2 separate regions of the Mus musculus genome follow, and region 1 is linked to region 2. The links are chromatin contacts, called in public Hi-C maps. All regions are on one chromosome and are shown on one strand. Each heading gives the region's core, a stretch centred on a gene start, on an enhancer-like site or on the middle of the called end of the contact. The rest is flanking DNA. Distances are from core to core; before and after follow the strand shown. Region 1 overlaps E330020D12Rik (Riken cDNA E330020D12 gene). Region 2 holds the start of Lamc1 (laminin, gamma 1).

What was found. A called contact is a pair of places that touch in the nucleus more often than the background predicts.
Region 1: a Hi-C map of B cells shows a contact between it and region 2, with 1.6 times the contacts expected there. The contact joins the enhancer-like site here to the promoter of Lamc1 in region 2. A contact is called at or near these places in 8 of 39 promoter capture datasets (the 3T3-L1 cell line, 3T3-L1-derived adipocytes, the C10 cell line and 5 more), 9 of 484 Hi-C or Micro-C datasets (the 63-12 cell line, B cells, the G1E-ER4 cell line and 5 more) and 11 of 115 datasets of contacts at active chromatin or transcription factors (bone marrow-derived macrophages, effector CD8 T cells, embryonic stem cells and 3 more).

What each region holds. Positions count from the first base shown.
Region 1 is chr1:153,406,115-153,410,064 of GRCm38.p6, reverse strand. It overlaps E330020D12Rik (Riken cDNA E330020D12 gene), which reads left to right. Exons shown (of 4, transcript NR_033736.1): 2 at 1,495-1,728; 3 at 2,376-2,463; 4 at 3,464-3,950. Among named protein-coding and RNA genes, the nearest start is that of E330020D12Rik, 6.1 kb to the left of the region's middle. Within about 2 kb of position 1,999, at least 12 of the 459 cell types and tissues checked have an H3K27ac peak or open chromatin away from gene starts, as enhancers often do. A contact at or near this core is called in B cells, the G1E-ER4 cell line and the HPC-7 cell line, where this site is marked.
Region 2 is chr1:153,331,449-153,335,321 of GRCm38.p6, reverse strand. Lamc1 (laminin, gamma 1) reads left to right here and starts at 2,536. Exons shown (of 28, transcript NM_010683.2): 1 at 2,536-3,194. The coding sequence starts at 2,783.

The DNA of each region.
Region 1 (3,950 bases), core at 750-3,249, 75 kb before region 2:
TACTATGAAACATTCAGCGTCCACATCCTGGGGTTGCACTGCTCCCTAGAGCCACTGCAGTCCCTTCAACTGTGATGGACTTGTTGTTAGGCTCAGGTCTAAATCCAAGCACCATGCCCCAGCCTGCCATGCTAGTTTCTAAAGTCTGATTCCCAGTTCTCACAGGCTACTGCCAATCACTGTGGGCCTTGACGTTTTATTGGCCACATCCAGCTGGTGGGCGGGTCAGTAATTTTGAAGCTTAATATACCATTCCCATCCTCGTAGGGAAGAAGTGTATACTGAATACTCTGGCAGTAGTAACGTCTCCCCTACTAAGTACAGCTTAATCTTTTTTCTTTTAACCTTTACCACTTTAGCAATCAAGTCTCTTGGGGCTGGCATAACCCGGTCCATCAAGGACCAATTTCCCTACATTCCTAGTCTATGCATCTTTGTCCTAAGGAGGAATACGTAGGTATATTACTCAGATTCTCTGCATCCACAACACTTAGACTGTTCCCATCCTCTCCCACATTCCATCGCCTCATCACCGCCTGAGCTGGGCTCTTCCTCTGTTTGTTCAAAAGTGAATTCAAGAGTTCAGGTCCCTACTGTTTCCTGAGTACTACAGTTTCCTATACTATGACATCCCCAAGTCCCAATCTGCACGATGCTTTGTTATGGATTTTTCTTCTTCGAGTTGAAGTTTGACCTTTGGAACAGTAGTCCATCACTTCTCCATGGCTTTCTTCTTCCTCACAATCCCTTTCCATGATATTTAGTGTCTAACTGGTGAGAAAATTATGTAACTGGGAATTATTATTATTATTGTAGAAAGGGGGGGTTTACAACTTCTGTGCTGCAAAGGGTATTTGTCCTTCGTACTAGGTTGTTCCCTCTCTGACACTGCTCACCTGTATTTCAGCTAAGACCTTCTCAGCACAGGGCTGTCACGCTATAGGCTTTCAGTCAGTGTGCAGCTACTAAATCCTGTAGCTCAGTGAGTCTGTTTTGTGCTATTGTTGTTTGGGGGGGGGGTTAGAGCATCTGCAGGGTGGGCACTTCTGCATTGACTCTACAGGTTGACTCATGATGAAAAAATTTCTTAAGATTTTATGTAACAGTTACACTCCATTTTTTTATCAGAAAAAGACTTCTGGTCAAAACTTCCTTCTGGCTCATCGTGAAACCAAACCTAGGCTTGTAATCTTTCAAATCTGAGGTCACTGAGCACACAGCTCTTCTGCATCTTTTGAGACAGGGTTTCTCTGTATAGCTATGGGTGTCCTGGAGTCTATTTTGTAGACCAGGCTGGCCTCAAACTCAGAAATTCACCTGCCTCTGCCTCTGGAGTGCTGGGATTAAAGGCGTGTGCGACCATGGACACTGACACCGAATGACAGCTGTCTTAAAGCAAAACGCAAGATAGGTAAGCATTTCCCAGGTCAGATGTCAGAGATCCACTCAGAACGCGTTTCTGTAACACTTCCTTTTTATCTTTGGAGGAACTAGGGTTGAGGAGCAAAGCAGAGTCCCTTGACATACACACCAAGGTACAGGACTGGCTCCTGGGTGACAGAACCAGGTCTGCAACTAGGGGAAGGCACCTGGGAGGAAACAAGGACCTGGAAGATTTGCCATCCTGTTATCCCCATGGTGACTCCTGGGCTCCAGACAGGATCTTGCTATATAGTGCAGCTGTGTACATCAGACCTGCCTCTTGTCTTCCATGTGCTGGGATCAAAGGTGAGCACTACCATTCGGGGCCCTAGTTGTGATTTTTAGCATGGCTTTAGGCAACATGGTGGGGTCAGAATGAATGGGAACAGAGAGATCCCAGAGGGAGCAGGCTTGTTCTACAGAGAAGGGAGGCAGTTAGGGTGGTTTACAGAGAAAGTTTAAGTATCTGCTCTGTATGCAAGCTACTGCTGGTGAGTTATCAGGGCACACAGAGTCTCTGAGCTGAGTTCTTGCTGAGGAGAGAGACACTAAAGATATTATTTAAAAGACTGTGAGGAGCGGGTGTGGCAGCAGTCACAAGATGGCACCTGGGACTGCAGCTAAGTCTTATGACTTGCACCTGACTTCCTCATACACCTGAAAATAAGCCATGACCATCGTGAGAGCTGTGCAGGTGTAGCACGATGCTGGCAGTGTAAACAAGTCCATATTTGGTGGAGACATGCCCCTGCCGCCCTGATTGGCTGAAGCTGCGTGCCTGGTGAGATGATATGGCGTACTGTGAGTGGTTGGGGGCTGAGAGTATATAAGCAGACCTCCCTGGGTGCCCGGGGTGTGTTGAGGCAATGCTCCCCGTAGCAGCATTGAGGCATTCCTGCAATAAAGGCTGTTGAGAAGAACCCGACCGTGTTGTGTCTTCCTTGCTGGCCAAGGTGGGCGCAACATCTGGTGGCCTGTACAGGGCCCAAGGACAACGACCTTGTGGATTCAGAACTCTTCAGCTGAGGAACGGTGGTACCGGTAAGTCTCCCAAATTGATCCCCGGGTTTAAGGGGGATATGTTTTTCTCGCCCATAGACCCAGTGTGGGTAGAAAAAGGGTGAAAGGGGCGAGAAAGAAAAGAGGAAAGGAAAGGGGAAAGGAAAGGGGAAAGGGGAAAGGGGAAAGGGGAAAGGGGAAAGGGAAAGGGAAAGGAAGGGTTGAGACGATAAGGTTCCCGGGTAAATGGGACAAGTTAAGGTTCGTGAGTTATGCTTTTTTCTCCTATTGACCCTTTGTGCGTAGGTCTGGTAGTTTTGGTCTTGTTTGTTCTGATATATGGACTCTGTTACTGTTTGAATTGTCAGGCAGTCAAGACAGGTCAGAAAATCCTTACAGAGCAACAAGAGAGTATGTCAGAAGAGGAGAAGGGCTTAAAAAGAAAAAGAAAAAGAAAGGAGACACAGTGTTATCAGGTGGACAGAAAGGACAAAACAAAAGAGCCGAGGCAGAGGAGGGAGGCGAATTAGCTTCTATGCCCCCTCCCTATACCTCCTCGGCAGCTGCCTATTAGCAGAGGTTTGGAGAGAGGTTAGATTCTCCTTGCTGGGATGTCCTATTTTCACCGGCCAAGCAGGACAGAGATATCATGAGCCTCTAGATTTCAAAGTAATCAGGAATTTGGCTGAATCCATGCGGACTAATGGCCTAACTGCCTCCTATACTGTGGCTCAAGTAGAGGCCTTGAATAGACACTGCATGACTCTGTCCGATTGGGCAGTCTTGGTGAAGGCATGCCTTTCACCTGGGCAGTATTTAGATAGGAAAGCCTTCCTTATTGAATTTGCAAATGAACAGGCAGCAGCTAACACTGCTGCAGGAAATCCAGCATAGGATAGGATTATGCTGCTTGGTCAAGGTCGCTTTGCACAACAACAGACAGGATATCCAGTGCAGGTGAATCAGATTGCCATAAGGGTGTGGAAATCATTGCCCACTGGTGTTGACGTGGGCGAAAGGAGCTGTTTGTGCTTTTCCCCAGGAACAAGAAAATCCAATCTGGGTACCAGAGCGATTGACATGAAAGCTGCCTACAACTTCTATCCCGTCCTCCCCCACCCCCCCACCGAAGATGAAACTATGGATCCTGTGGCTGGGAATGCTCCCGCTAGTGAGAAATGAAGAGCTACGTTGGGGAATTATGTCTGTGTTCCTGAAACCCATGCCATTGACGCATTCAAGTGTTTCCTCAATTCTTTACATCTAATGCTTCACTACAATTGCCTTTTTTCTATGCTGCTTCAGCTAAAGGGATTGTTGTGTTTTCAGATGATTCAAAATATTTCACAGATGAATGATTGTGTTCAGCTGTATCTACTAAAGCTAATGCTACCTGGATTTGAGGGGTGTGGCCTGCCAGTATATCCAAGGGCAATGGCACTATACCCTCCCAACCTAGATGGGCCCCCCTTCCTTTTTGTAGGAGTATTCCTGATTCCCTTCCACCTTGGGCAGTGCTCCTTATATGT
Region 2 (3,873 bases), core at 1,287-3,786:
GATGACTAGCATGGTGAATCATGCCTACGGGTCTCAGCACTGGGGATGCTGAGGCAGGAGGACTGGTGTGGGATCCAGGCCAGCCTGGACTACTGAGTGAAACTGTTTCATCTCCTCTCTCTCCACTCCTCATCCATACTATGAAACAAATCTTCATCATCAAGCGTATTGGCTGGATACAATTTATTGCTTTAAAAAAACCCAATACTTTCTTGTTATTTTAACATATTCCAGGGAGCAATAGGATTTAGTGGTTGATTCAAGGTTCCTTCATGTGCTTTACAAATGGCACGTGAAGGTCTTGTGATGAAATTACAGAGGAAAGTACCATAAATAGCAGCTTGGAGTTAACTTTGGACCTCAGAAACCAAAAGAAAACAATGTAAAGGACACACACTAGTTTGTTTAGCATGTTTGCACTGAGACATCATTCCCTCCAGGGTTATGTGACTAGAGTGATTTTGTTTCAGCCACCTAAAAAAACTGGTTCTCAGCCTTCCTAACACTGTGACCCTTTAACATAGTTCTTCACACTGTGGAGACCCCCAACAATGAAATCATCTTCAATGCTATTTCATAACTGTAATTTTCTAGTTATGGGCAGTATGTAAATATCTCTGTTTTCCAATGGTCTTTACATAATGCCTGTGAAAGGGTCATTAGACCCCTGCTAAGGGTCATGACTGGCAGGTTGAGAACCATTGATTTAAAATATTATAGCTCCCATGTTTCTTTCTCCAAAGGGTTACAAGGAGTAAAGAGTTAGAGACCCTTAGCATACCTAATCTCCATCATCTCATCCAATAAGTCAGGTGGATGCATTCCCGAGTAATTCCAGTATTAAAAGCTCTCTGAACAGTATCCTTTACCCATCATAAATAGTCCATTATGCTTGGGCCCTCTTAATTAGGGCTTGTGGCTCTAACACTGACCCTAACGATCATTACCTAGTTATTGTTATATTTCATCATTTCATATGCCCACTACCCCATCTTAAAACTCACATTTATTTATTTATGTGTCATATCATCACACACACACACACACACACACACACACACACACACACACACACACACACACACACGCACACGCGCGCGCGCCCACAAGTCTCATGGTGCAGGTGTGGAAATCAGAATGTGGTTCCTGGAGATTGAACTCAGGTCACCAAGCTTGGTGGCAGGTGCTTTTACCCACTGGGCCATCTTGTAGCTATCAGTATCATTATCTTAAAAAGACTACTGATCCGGAGCTTACACTTTGCTGGTCTGCTTTGCATCTTGGGTTGGGATTAGCACAGTGTGCTGCCAAGCCCGGCTCTCAGCTGGTTCATTTTTACAGCACCCTCCCTTCCCCTGTCTGCTGGTCCTATCAGCACTGCAGGTAGTTCTGATCTGAGACTAAAACGCATGATCTTTTGGCTCGGGCTCTGGGAACTGAGTCATTCTGGCACTGACAATATTCTGTGACTCAGCAGGTCCGAAGAGGAGGATGTCAGAATCCAGATAATTTCGAGTCTTTTAAAGGCAAGCTAGGACACACAAACAACAGAGTGGAAGAATTTCAAAGCAGGTCTGCGTATCCAGGGGAAAATGTCATTCCATTCCCAGCCTTCTCACTTCCTTCCTTGCCCGGTTAAATGACAGTCACATTTTAATTTAGAGCAAGGAAATCACAAAATTGACTCTGAAGCTGAGATCGAGCCCTGTGTTCCACAGGGATCCAGTCCCTTGGACACCTCGGGATCTCTCCCCTCAGCGTGGGCAGGGCTTGCCCCGGGATACAGGAGGCAATGCCCGGGACGGCTGGGGAGGGCGAGGTCACGCAGGCCACCGCACCGTTGCGCTGTGTTCAGGCTCCAGAGTCAGGTAGTGGCTGAGCTATACCGTAAGGACTGACATCTGGTTGGGCCAGGGTCCAAGTCCTCATGAAGTCAAAAACACAGATTCCGGGCCACCTCACCCACCTGCGTCTCCCTTTAAGAACCTCCTCTTAGCCTCATACCCTCCAGGGCAAGATCCTCTAAGGTACAAGACCTGGATGAGGGTTCCCAACCCACCGAAGCCCCTACCCTCCCAGCATGCACTGCCCAGCACCCCACACCCCACGCCCCGCCCTCCTTCCCTCACTCACGCTCCCTCTCCGCCCACCTTGGGCCCCTCCCTCTTACCCCCTCGCCCAGCCCACCTCTAGTCACGCCCATCCAGAAGTCCTCCCACTTGACCCCTTGCCTCTTCCATCTCGCGCCCCCCTCCCTTTTGCTGCCGGTCCCGCCCTCCTCGCACCCCACCCTCCTACTCCACCGCCCCGCCCACCTCGCGCCCGGTCCTCTGGCTCCCGCCCCTCCCATCTCGCTTCTCTGGCCCACCGCCCTCCAGGCCGCCCCCGCCGCCGCCGGGAGTCGCTGGGGAGGACGCGTAGGGCGGGGAGCAGCTCCTGGCCCGCGTGAGCTGCCGAGGAGGCCGGCCTTGGGTTTTCTCCACCGCCAGATCCCACCCCGCCGGGCAGACCCCACCCCCTTCTCCTTCCTCCTGGGGCGCGCTCTCGAGTGCGCGCTCGGAAGTCGGGGGTCGGCGCACAGTGCAGGCTGCGCACCGGGAGGTAGCGGAGGCAGCGCGATCTTGGCTCGGACGCCCACCCATCGGCTCTGCGTCCGGCTCTCGGCCTCCAGCCCGGTCCACAGCCCGGCCTCGGCCCGCAGCGGAGGATCGGCCTCGGGATACGCCGCTAGGCGAGTGCAGCGCGGCACCCCAGCCTTTGCCGAGGGCCCGCGCGCAGCGGGATGACGGGCGGCGGGCGGGCCGCGCTGGCCCTGCAGCCCCGGGGGCGGCTGTGGCCGCTGTTGGCTGTGCTGGCGGCTGTGGCGGGCTGTGTCCGGGCGGCCATGGACGAGTGCGCGGATGAGGGCGGGCGGCCGCAGCGCTGCATGCCGGAGTTTGTTAATGCCGCCTTCAATGTGACCGTGGTGGCTACCAACACGTGTGGGACTCCGCCCGAGGAGTACTGCGTGCAGACTGGGGTGACCGGAGTCACTAAGTCCTGTCACCTGTGCGACGCCGGCCAGCAGCACCTGCAACACGGGGCAGCCTTCCTGACCGACTACAACAACCAGGCCGACACCACCTGGTGGCAAAGCCAGACTATGCTGGCCGGGGTGCAGTACCCCAACTCCATCAACCTCACGCTGCACCTGGGTAAGCGATGACAGCCCCGTCCCCACTACTCGCTCACGGTCCAGCTCCGGGGCCGCATCCATGGAGCCGCTGGTCCGGCCTGAGGGGCCTGTCCAGCCGCGTGCTGACGGTCTGTTCTCCAGCGTGGGCCACACACAGAAATTCCTTTCTCCAACTTCTAAAATTCATCTCGCTTTGAACATCCGGTGAGGGCCACCATGTCCCACGCTAGCATCTCTCTCTTTTTTTCTTACTCTTTCTAGTCCAACCGGATTCTCGTTCCGTTGATTCTTTTCTATTTCAGCAGTTAGGATTTTGGACCAACACCCCCCCACCCCCTTTTGCACCCTGAGGCGCTAATGAAACACTCATCCTGGCAGGACAGGACTATCACATAGCATGCTTACATTAGAGTCTTGAAGGTCCACTTTCAAACACTTGTCTTTAAAATGTTTGTCTGTCTCCAGGGTTGAGAATGATTGCTCTTAGTTTTGATAGGGGAATTTGAGGGGAGCAAATGCCTTTGCCGCCGGTATTTCTATGTGTAATTAAAGTGGAAGTTCACTTTTAAAGTTACTGTTCTTCAGAGCTGTTCAGCCTTAATTAGGAGCTGTTTCACTGCTAATCCTAGTTGGGAGAAAACAGAAAGGTAATGAAGACACTCTCTGTAATTGAGGGCAGTTTTGTTCCGGTGTAAAAA